Linked DNA regions of Capra hircus: region 1 is linked to region 2. A link is a contact called in public Hi-C data. All regions are on one chromosome and are shown on one strand. Each heading gives the region's core, a stretch centred on a gene start, on an enhancer-like site or on the middle of the called end of the contact. The rest is flanking DNA. Distances are from core to core; before and after follow the strand shown. Region 1 holds the start of ADA (adenosine deaminase). Region 2 overlaps PKIG (cAMP-dependent protein kinase inhibitor gamma).

What was found. A called contact is a pair of places that touch in the nucleus more often than the background predicts.
Region 1: a Hi-C map of blood shows a contact between it and region 2, with 4 times the contacts expected there. The contact joins the promoter of ADA here to the enhancer-like site in region 2. A contact is called at or near these places in 3 of 5 Hi-C or Micro-C datasets (all in blood).

What each region holds. Positions count from the first base shown.
Region 1 is chr13:72,614,431-72,620,663 of ARS1.2, reverse strand. ADA (adenosine deaminase) reads left to right here and starts at 3,096. Exons shown (of 13, transcript XM_018057905.1): 1 at 3,096-3,278.
Region 2 is chr13:72,549,592-72,555,058 of ARS1.2, reverse strand. All of the region lies in intron 2 of PKIG (cAMP-dependent protein kinase inhibitor gamma), which reads right to left. Among named protein-coding and RNA genes, the nearest start is that of ADA, 65 kb to the left of the region's middle. Within about 2 kb of position 2,183, at least 2 of the 5 cell types and tissues checked have an H3K27ac peak or open chromatin away from gene starts, as enhancers often do.

The DNA.
Region 1 (6,233 bases), core at 1,847-4,346, 65 kb before region 2:
ACATATATATATATATATATATGCAGCTGAGCCCACATGTACGCATGCATTTCTGTACACGTGCCTTTGGATATGAGCCATCATGTGTGTGAATACACACGTGTATCTGGCCGTGGTATGTGTGCTTCTGTCTGAGGGTACAGGTGTGGACTTAAATGTGAGCCTGAGTTTATATGAGGCTTTGCACATGTATGTGATGTGGAAAAACAGAGCACCAAAGTGGAAGGGCATCTCTTTGCCCAGCCTCAGTTTCCTCATCTGTAAAATGGGGACAGTAATGGTCCCTAACTGGTAGAACAGTGCTAGATACACAGAAAGTGCCATAATATTGGCTGTTACTATTACTAATAACCTCCCAGGGGCTGTGTGGAGATTCCACAAAATAATGGCTTTGAGGGTCTGGCTCAAGAATTGCTCCTCCCATCATCCTTAGATTAGTAGTTTGTTTTTTTTTTTCCTTTTCCCTTGGTTTTATCATCACAAAGCTAGTATAACAGTGTTCTATTTTGGGAAATAGAGGTGGGGGAGGGTGGGACATCTGTCAGCCAGAACTCCTGTCACCCTCAACACAAGTAGTATGTTACTGTCTTTAACTAAAGTATGGTTTCTGTACAATGTTATATAAGTTACAGATGTACACCATAACAATTCAGAATTTTTAAAGGTTATGCTCCATTTATAGTTATTGTAAAGCACTGTCTATATTCCCCATATTGTACAATATATCCTTGAAAGTGAAAGTCACTCAGTCGTGTCCAACTCTTTGTGACCCCATGGACTATACAGTCCATGAAATTCTCCAGGCCAGAATACTGGAGTGGGTAGCCTTTCCCTTCTCTAGGGGATCTTCCCAACCCAGGGATCAAACCAGGGTCTCCTGCATTGCAGGCAGATTCTTTACCAATTGAGCTATCAGGGAATATCCTTGGGGCTTATTTTTATATCTAGTAGTTTGTACTTCTTAATTCTCTACCCCCATATAGTAGCTTTGGTTTTGATATTCCTCTTCAGACTTTGTCCATAAATAAGATAACATGAGCCTTAGCATCAGGATGGTGCTTAAAGCATATTTGGATGGATTAACAAACATTTTTTTCAGCTTAGATGATTAAACTGAGTACTTTTAAGTGTACCTTTATAATTATTATTTTTAAATTGGAGTATAATTGCTTTAAAATGTTGTGTTGCTTTCTGCTGTACAACAACATGGATCAGCTATGTGTATACATATATCCCCCCTCTGTTGACCCTCCCGCCGCCACCCCATCCCACCCCTCTAGGTCATCACAGAGCACCAAGCTGAGCTTCCTGTGCTATAAGCAGCTTCTCACTTGCTAGCAATTTAACACTTGGTAGTGTACATATATCAATTAAACTGAGTATTTCTGATCCTGCTTTTGTTCACTTATTATGGGCATTTCCCATGGAACAGCCGGTAATTTATAATTATTAGAAATAATAGACGCACAGAACTCAAACCGGGGCTCTCTAATAACCTAGAAGTGTGGGATGGGGAGAGAGGTTCAAGAGGGAGGAGACATATGTATACCTATGGTTGATTCATGTTGATGTTTAGCAGAAACCAATACAATATTGTAAAGCAATTATCCTTCAATTAAAAATAAAGAAATTTAAGAAAAAGAAATAATAGAAGAAAATCAGAATTGTCCCAATGCCCCCGAAGCTGGAAAACAGTCAGTTGATTTAGGGAAGAGCCACTTTTTTAAGAAATGTTGTGGGTTAATAACAGACCTGTAAGATTGTTTTCTTTCCTTGTGGCGAGTTATTGCTTCCATATTAGGAATGGGATGTCCCAGGATTTATCTGTCCCTGGGCATGAAGGGGATTCCATTGAAAAAATGAGACAACAACCATCAAGAAAATGCAGGTCAAAACCACAGTGAGATACCTCTATACACCCACTAGGGTGACTATATTAAAAAAGACAATAACAACTGTCAGTCTGGGTGTGGAAAAAATGAGAACCCTTGTACACTACTGGTGGGAAAATAAAATGGTGCAGCTGCTTTGGGAAATAGTCTGGCAGTTCCTCAAAAGATTAAAAATAGAGTTACCATATGACCCAGCAATTCCTCTCCTAGGTCTATACCCAAGAGAAATGAAAACATACGTCCACATACAGATGTTCACAGCAGCATTTTCACAAGAGCCAAAAGATGCAGACAATCTGAATATCCATCAGGTGATGCATGGATATATTAAATACGGTCTATCCGCACCATAGACAATTCCCCGGAAATAAAAAGGAATGAAGTACTGATGTATGCTCCACCATCAATGAACCTTGAAAACATTTTGTTCAGTGAAACAGGCCAGTCACAAGAGGACTCCATGTATCTTGTATGGAGTCCTTGTACAAGGATCTATCTTGTATGATTCCATTTATAGGCAAATCCACAAAGACAGAAAATAAATTGATGGTTGCCTTAGGCTGGGAGGAGGGGAGATTAGCAGGGAGAGGGGTTGGCTAGGGAGTGACTCCTCATGGGTACAGGATATTTTGAGGGAGGGATGATGAAAAAGTTCCAAAACTGATTGTGATTAACATAGTAAACACCATTGAATTACATACTTTAAATGAGTAAATTGTATAGCACGCAAATTTTATCTCAACAGAACTGCTATAATATTTTTTTTAAGGGGTAGAGACCCAAGATGACAATGAAAATATACACCGTTGTTTATTTAAAAGCATGGCCTATGGGCCAAGTGCTTGGTAATCTCATTTAACTTTCCCAACCATCTTGGTTCCCCATTGTACCAGTGAGGACGCTGAGATTCAGAGTGTTTGAGTAAGTGGCCCAGAGTCACTCAGCTCTTTAGTGGTAGAGTGTGGTTTGAATCTAGGCTCATTTTTAGGTCCATGGCTCAGAGGTGAAAGCGTCTGCCTCCAATGCAGGAGACCTGGGTTCGATCCCCAGTGTTGGGAAGATCCCCTGGAGAAGGAAATGGTAACCCACTCCAGTATTCTTGCCTGGAGAATCCCATGGACAGAGAAGCCTGGTAGGCTACAGTCCATGGGGTTGCAAAGAGTCAGACACGACTGAGCGACTTCACTTTCACTTTCAGCCTGCAGTATTTTGTTGCAGTTCCGGTGCAAGATGACGGCCTGGGAGGATGCTGAATTCACTTCCTTCCACAGACTCACTGAATTTCCAGCTACATATGGAACTGTTTCCTGTGGGAAAAATCCTCTAAAACAAAGCTGAGGGCCTCCTACACATCAGAAGAACATGAAAAAGCCCACGTGGAAGCAGGTAGGACAGGTTAAGATACAATCTCATCACAGACCCCATCCCCGGCATGGTGACTTGCAGTTAGGAAGGAATTCTAAACTTGACCTTCTCCCCGAGGAGCGAAAGGGCTGAAGCCCACATCTGGCATGCTAACTTTTCAGACCTGCATCTTAAGTATTTTTGCTGCTTCTTGGAAGGGGCCAGGAGCCGGTGCACCAGGCCAGCTGGACAAGCATGCACCTTACAGGGCATGAGGGGCCCAAGGCCTGGGGCTCCTCCCTAGTCTTTATCTGGCCTGGGCAGCCAGAGTTCACGGTCAGGCTCTTTATCACTCCCTGAAGCCTTCTCTCAGCATCTCTCGGTTTATGGCCCTTTAAGCAGATACTCAACAAAGGGCTGCCCAAGAGACCTCCAGGACTGGGCCCTAGCCAGCCCCCACGACTTCCAGCTTTGCTACACTGAGACAATAATACGTGTGTACTAAGATATATAGACAAAGATGTTCATCACAGTATTGTTTATAAAGGGAAAAGCTAGAGAGAGTCTGAATGGTCAACGCCGGGGGACTGGTTACTGTACAACAGAATGCACAATGGAATAATACAAAGTAGCCCTTAGAAGTCAAGTCCTGTGGTAGAAGACTCCTTCCTGACATAGGACAAGGCTCATATGTCAAGGTCAAATGAGAGAAGCAGATGTGTGCTGGGCATCCCAATGCCTCACCAGCACCCAGGCCAACCCCTGCTTGCCATCTGCCGTGTTGCCACATTAAACTTCTTCAGTTTGGTTCAGTTCAGTTGCTCAGTCGTGTCCGACTCTTTCAAACCCCATGAGTCCCAGCATGCCAGGCCTCCCTGTCCATCACCATCTCCCGGAGTTCACTCAGACTCACGTCCATCAGTTGGTGATGCCATCCAGCCATCTCATCCTCTGTCGTCCCCTTCTCCTCCTGCCCCTAGTCCCTCCCAGCATCAGAGTCTTTGCCAATGAGTCAACTCTTCATATGAGGTGGCCAAAGTACTGGAGTTTCAGCTTTAACATCATTCCTTCCAAAAAAATCCCAGGGTTGATCTCCTTCAGAATGGACTGGTTGAATCTCCTTGCAGTCCAAGGGACTCTCAAGAGTCTTCTCCAACACCACAGTTCAAAAGCATCAATTCTTTGGCTCTCAGCCTTTTTCACAGTCCAACTCTCACATCCATACATGACCACAGGAAAAACCATAGCCTTGACTAGACGGACCTTATTCAGCAAAGTAATGTCTCTGCTTTTGAATATACTATCTAGGTTGGTCATAACTTTTCTTCCAAGGAGTAAGCGTCTTTTAATTTCATGGCTGCAGTCACCATCTGCAGTGATTTTGGAGCCCCCCAAAATAAAGTCTAACACTGTTTCTACTGTTTCCCCATCTATTTCCCATTAAGTGATGGGACCGGATGCCATGATCTTGATTTTCTGAATGTTGAGCTTTAAGCCAACTTTTTCACTCTCCTCTTTCACTTTCATCAAGAGCCTTTTTAGCTCCTCTTCACTTTCTGCCATAAGGGTGGTGTCATCTGCATATCTGAGGTGATTGATATTTCTCCCGGCAATCTTGATTACAGCTTGTTCTTCTTCCAGTCCAGCGTTTCTCATGATATACTCTGCATTTAAGTTAAATAAGCAGGGTGACAATATACAGCCTTGACGTACTCCTTTTCCTCTTTGGAACCAGTCTGTTGTTCCATGTCCACTTCTAACTGTTGCTTCCTGACCTGCATACAGATTTCTCAAGAGGCAGGTCAGGTGGTCTGGTATTCCCATCTCTTTCAGAATTGTCCACAATGTCCCCTAAAGCCCCAGGCTTTCCCTCATTTCAGGCATTTGTACTTACTTCCCCCTCTGCCTGCAATGTCCTTTCCTGTCCTTTCCTGCAGCTCTTTCAAACCAGCTGACTCTGGATCAGCCATCAGGTCTCAGCAGAAATGCCTTTTCCTGGGAAGCACTCTTGGCCACTTTGGGGCAGGGCCCCAGGTTCTCTCGCCACCCCCCTGGGTCCCCAGCATGGCATGGGTCACACTCTGTGACTGGACATTTAACTGCCTGATTCTCACATTTGACACCAGAAGATGAGAACAGACCTGTCTGACTGGCTGTTGTCTTCTCCGTGTCTGTTCTCAGAGTAGACACCTTCCAGGGATTTCCTTGGCAACTGGAATAAAAGCCAGCCTCCCTTCCATGTTGCATGAGGCCTTTCATGGTCTGGCCAGCACTCACTTCACCAGCTCATCTCCTGTAATTCTCATTTGCTGACTGAGATCATTCTCTAAGGTACCAAATGCATTCCTGCCCCAGGACCTTTGCATTCGCTATTTCCTCTGCCTGGAATGAGTGACAGAATGACAGGACCTAATCCTTCATTTCAAGTTGCTCATAGTCCAGTGGGAGGCAGACAGATAAACTGGCCCTCTCTGGGCCCCGGTTTCCTTGCCTATAAAGTGGAGTTGGGCATCTGCCCAGACTCTCTCTCTGCCCTCCCCATCCCTCCCTTGCAGGACTTTAGGAGGGCCTGCTGAGGCCCACAGTGGAGCCTGTGTGGTGAACCGTGAGGGGGAGAATGGTGGTTATTATAATGGGCTGAGAGCTGGGGGCCCAGCTTCCTGATGGATGATCAGGAGGGGTGGGGTCAGGGGAGGAGGGACTGCATTGGCAGGCTGGCCCCCACTTTGCCCCAGGCTGCTCATGTCTGGTGTCCACAGATTGTTGCTCTGAGATCATTGCCACCAGATGTGGCCAGGCCTGCAGCGCGGACCAGCTGAGACTGGCGGGGCCTCCGTGGGGTCAGATATCTGGTGATGGCTGACCTCGCCTTCCTGAGCCAGCTGGGCCTGGGGTGGGCTGCGGGGTGGGCAGCCATGATGCCTTTCCCATTGACAGTGTCTCTTTGCTGCCAACTAGACGCCTCTCCTCCCAGAGGGAGCCCCAGGGAGCAGTAGG
Region 2 (5,467 bases), core at 934-3,433:
TCTTTCTCCCATGCCTTGCTGCACCCCTGGGGGTTGGAGTCCCCAGCGATATGACCCATCTCTCGGGGGCGTGTGGTTGCCAGGAGGCATCCAGTGCTGGCGTGCAGCCCACGTCCCTGTTTATGAGCTCAGAGACCTTGGACAACTGCCTCCATTTCTCAGGATCCCAGTTTCCTCCTCAGCCACGTGGAGATAATAGTAAAAACCTTCTGCTTAGGGGGCTGCTGTGAAGTCAATGGGACAGTGTGCTCAAACAGAGTCCGGTAAGATGTGTGCAACGGAAGAAGCTCACAATAAGTCATTACTACGGTCCATTCTCACTGGGTGACTTATCAGTAACACTGTCCTATGGCGCTTTCTGTCAGCTTCTTTGTTTTACTCTCTGTTTAGCGATGCACAGAAGGCCGAACCTCACGCTTCCTGCTTCTGTACTTTACGGTGCTGAGTGAATTAAGTTCCACAAAAGCGGCGCCCTGGCTGACATGTGGACTGCCGCATCTGATAGGCCTAGCACAGAGGTGAAGCTCAGTGAATATTTCATAAGTGAGTGAATAATAGAAGACGGTCTAGATTCCAGGGCAGAGCAAAGACTATGCAGCTTTGCCTTTTAACAGGGGCCAGAGGTCTGGCTCAGGCTCCTTACAGCAGGTGACCACCCTTCTCCCCACCCAGGGACCTTCCCTCTCTCCCAGCTTCCTTTCCCCCCATCAGAATAATCAGGTTGAAACATGATCCCTACATGTCTTCCAGTCCTGAAATTTCATTCACTCATTCATTCCGTGTTTACTGAGTACTTTCTATATGCCAGGCACTATGCCAGGTATGGGGTTTGCATTGGAGCCAAACAGATATTTACTATGTGATAACAGAAAAAGCCACCGGAAATCAAAACTACAATGAGATGTCACCTCACATGGATCAGAATGGCCATCATCAAAAAGCCTACAAATAATAAATAACGGAGAGGGTGTGGAGAAAAGGGAACCCCCCTCCTCTGTTACTGTGAATGCAAATTGATACAGCTTGGAGAACACTATGGAGTTGCCATATGACTCCTGGGCATGTACCTGGAGAAACTTCTAATTTGAAGATACATGCACCCTAAAGTTCATAGCAGCACTATTTACAATAGCCAAGACATGGAAGCAACCTAAATGTCCATCAACAGATGAAGTTGTGGTGTTTACATATACATATATATATATATATAATGGAATATTTCTCAGCCATAAAAAAGAACAAAATAATGCCATCTGCAGCAACATGGATGAACCTAGAGATTGTCACACTAAGTGAAGTAAGTCAGGCAGAGAAAGACAAATACGATATCACTTATATGTGGAACCTAAACTAATGATACAAATAAGCTTATTTATAAGGCAGAAGTAGACACATAGACACTCACAGACATAGAAAACAGACTTATGGTTTCCAAAGGGAAACAGGGAGGGAGGAATAAGTTTGGAATTTGGAATTAACAGGTACATACTATACTATACATATAATAGATAACCAACAAGGATCTACTATATTAGACAAAGAACTATATTCAATATCCTGTAATATCCTATAATGGGAAAGAATCTGAAAAAGAATACATATGTGTGTGTATATATATGAGACTGAAGATAGACAGATATATATATATGAGACTGAATCACTCTGCTCTACACCTGAAACCCTAACTCAACTATACCTCAATTAATAAAAGAGAGAGGGCCATTAACAAATAAACGACTCTATCATCAGGGACTGTGGTAAGTGTTGTGGAGGAAGAGAACAGGTTTCTCTGTGTCGGGGTGGTTCAGTTCAACACTGTATGGTCAGGGAAGGCCTCCTTAAGGATGTGAGCCTGCGCTGAGGTCCCCAGGAAAGTCAGACAGAGGGTGATCTAGGTAGAGTCAACAGCCAATCTGGGAATAAGCGATCTACCGTCTTCTATCTCAGCTTGAGCCCTGAGCGGTGCTCAAGCCTGATGCTCTTCTGCTCCTCCCCATCTTCAGGAGGTTTGGGGGCCTTCCTCGGGGTGAAGCGTTTGGCCCTGAAAGGGAAGAGGCTTTGGGCTCAGCTTCCCAGACCCTTGGCGTCAGAGGCAGTGCTCTCGCAGGTGCTTGCCCTGGGCGCCGTCTGGTTTCCCCACGGGAAGCTGTCTTCTCCCTTTGGTTGGTGTTCTCCCCCAGCTCTGTAAACTGAAGAGGCCCCAGCTTTTGCCAAGAGCTACACAGTCTGTTCCAAGTCTGAAGCTATTAGTCCTCATAGCTCAGGCAGATTCCATGACAGCGCCAAATTGTTTTCCAAATATACCAGAAAGGTCATTTCCTGTTTTTTTTCTTTTTAAAAAATTAAGTATTTGCAGAAACGGTACAAATAAGAAAGCAGAGCCTTCGGCAATGGACACGGAGCAGACAGTGGGACTTGGTCCCCTGGGACAGGCCTCCTCAGGGGTGGGGAACATGCTTTCTAAGGCTCCTCTGAGGGAAAGCAAGGGCTGTGGAAACCTGATGGAAATACCAGGGCCTGCCGAGCTGGCATTCCTCAAATTCAGAGGAAGCGGCTTTTCTATGTGATGCGAAGCCAGACCCAGAGAGGCACTGAGGCGGGGAAGATAAAAAGGCCCGGGCCCCAGACTGGGAGCACTCGCAGAACCTGGGAAAAGGCAGAGCAGCGGTTCTGGGAACACACCCCAAGCTCTACCTAGTTCCTGAGGGACACACCCAGGGCGGAGTCTCCAGAGAGGACCCGGCTCCTACCAGGGCGGCACCTGACGCCCACAAAGAGGCATCCTTTGGAGGCAGCTGGGCAGGGCCTTGGCCTCCACACCCAGGGGGCTAGAACCACGCGGCAGGGAGGGCAGGTGGTGGAGAGACTGCTTTGGGAGGGAAGCGGGGCGGTGCTGAGTCACACGAGGTCTCCATGGACGCCCTTCTCCTCAGACCACTCTCCCGCTGGGGGCCTGCAGACCCCACACTCTCTGGGCCTCCTCCAGCCTGACGGGCCACTTCTTAACCTCGTCCATGCAGGCGCCTCCCCTGTCAGGGACCTTCGTGTGAGAGGCCCCCACCCTAGCACCAGGCCCAGGCCCTCTTCTCTATGTGCCCCCTGGGGGCTCTCACCCTTGCCCTTACAGTCTGCGTGGATGGCTCCCCAGGCCTCTCTTCAGAGCTCTAGAATGGGCAGTCTAGCCGCCTACTCCGCCCTCCCCTTGAACGTCTCACCAGCATTTCCGACTTCACGTGTCCAGTCACAAGCCTGCTCCCCTCAGCAGCCCCCAGGTCAGTGACGGAACCAGATGCCGAGGCTGCTCAAGTTGGAACCCTGGGGTCATCCCAGGGGAATGGAGTATTCTCCGTCTTCACTCCCCGTCCGGTCTGTCACCGGGTCCCCACGCTTCTACTTGCAGAACTGAGCCTGAACGGGCCCCCTCTCCCCTCCAGCTCCTGGTCTCCATCGCTGCTCACTTGTGCCCCTAGCCGTGGCATCGCCTCACCACCTCCCTGCTCCCCACTTGTCCCCGACCTAAGGTCTGCGCTCTCCACGAGGGCCAGGGCAAGGTTCGTGCCTCAGACACTGGGTCCTGTGGTTCCCCTGCTTCATTCGGCCTTGGATGCTCTAGCATTTCACATCTGGCCAAGTCCAAGCTCTCTACACCAGCCCCTGACATCCCGCACTGACCTGGGCCCGCCTTCTTCTGTGAGCTTTTGTCTCATTTCCACCTTCTTCTCGGCCCATTTGGGTCTTTAATTCCTCATACTAGCTCTTCCGGACTTCAGGGCCTTCATGAGACTGTGTGCTCTGCCTGGAATGTTCTCTGTCACTTTTCTTTTTATAGAGCCTCTTAAATGGATTTCTAACCCTGTCTTTTTAGACGCTCCTGCTCTGGGACCCCGACACGGGGCCCTGCAGGCCGTGAGTTCCCGTGCTCACCCAGCTGCATGTGGGCTGAACACCTGGAATCCTGCATGATACAGTAACACAGTGAGGGCCTGGGGTCGCTCAGCTGCTGTCCCTAGAGCTGCACACCTCAGTGGCCACAGAATCCTCTTCTGTAAAATGGAGGTGTGCCAACTGCCTGGAAAGGAGCTCGTAGGGAATAATCAGAGCCAGCAGTTATGGAGTCCTGACTGCCTGCCACACTGCTAAGCATCTTACAGGCATCTCACTTCATCTTACAGCAACTCTCTGGAGTAGGAAGCATTACTACTTCTGTCCTACGCAGGAGGAAGCTGAAGTACTGAGAGGCTAAGTACTTGCCCAAGGTCATATCATCCACTGAGTGTGGAGGAGGAGGGAGCCTGTACTATTGGTACAGGAAGCACAGCAATCAGTTAGCACCAGGCCTGGCAGGCAGGCAGGAGTCACTGAAAACTGCCCACTCCCCTTTCTCCCCTTTTTCCTCCTCTATCCCCCACCTCATAACAAGGCATTTCTGAAGGAAGGAAAAGAAAGCAATGAAGTCCTAGGAAAGCATTTTGCAATGCTGGCGAAAGCATATACCCAGATGCACTTTACCCAGGCTTAAGCAAAATTCTGTTGAGGACGTTTGACTGTAAATGTAAGATCTTATGAATCTATCCGGTGACGTTGGGTTGATTCTCTGAACTCTGCCACAACAAATTCTAATTTTTGTCATATAACTTTGGTGAAACAAGTATTGGGGGTAGACATTTAAAAAACCCTCGCCCACTCTGCCGCTGTGTCTCCCCCTGTGGCTAGGCAGCGTTAGCACTTCATGGAGGCCTGGGGTTGGGCGTTTGGGATGGTGATACAAGCTCTTCAAACCACGGGAGTCTGTGCTTCTGTGGAGCCTTGGGAAAGAAGCAGAATATAGCCCAACAATATTACTGCTTGGAGACTGAGTCTCCCCGGCTCTCCTGTGGTTTACATGTTATCTATACTTGGTGAGGGCTCTGCTAAAATGCAAAGTTCCCAGAGGCCAGCAATCCCAGCTGGAACGTGGAAGGAGGACCGGAAGGTGAAGTGAGATCACTTCCCAGCAGGCTGGACTGAGCTCCAGCTCTGCTGAGGCCAGGCTGGGTGCCTCTGGGCAAGGTTCTTGTCTCTCCAACCTCGGGGGTCTCAAGTGTAGAAGGAAGGGGTAAGCTGGGTATCCCTGTGGTGGTTTTGAAACATATCTGCAAGTTCTTTGACATTTTTCTTGTCAAGAGGTGGAGTGTAATTTGTATCCTTGTGAATGAGCTGGTTGTCGTGACTTGCCTCTAACTAACAAAACACAAGTGATGACGTGACTTCCAAGATGGGGTTAGAAAAAGCGTCACAGCTGCCATCTGGCTCCCTCTTGGGACACTTGTCTTGGGAGCTTTGAGCTGCGTGTAGGAAATCTGAGGCTGCCACGTTTTGGGGATGCCCAAACCAGTCACATGGAAAGGTCCTAGGTTGGCCATGGAGGGAGATACAGCAGGCGGCCCCAAGCCGACTCCTCGAGGCCCCGACACCAGCCACTACCTGC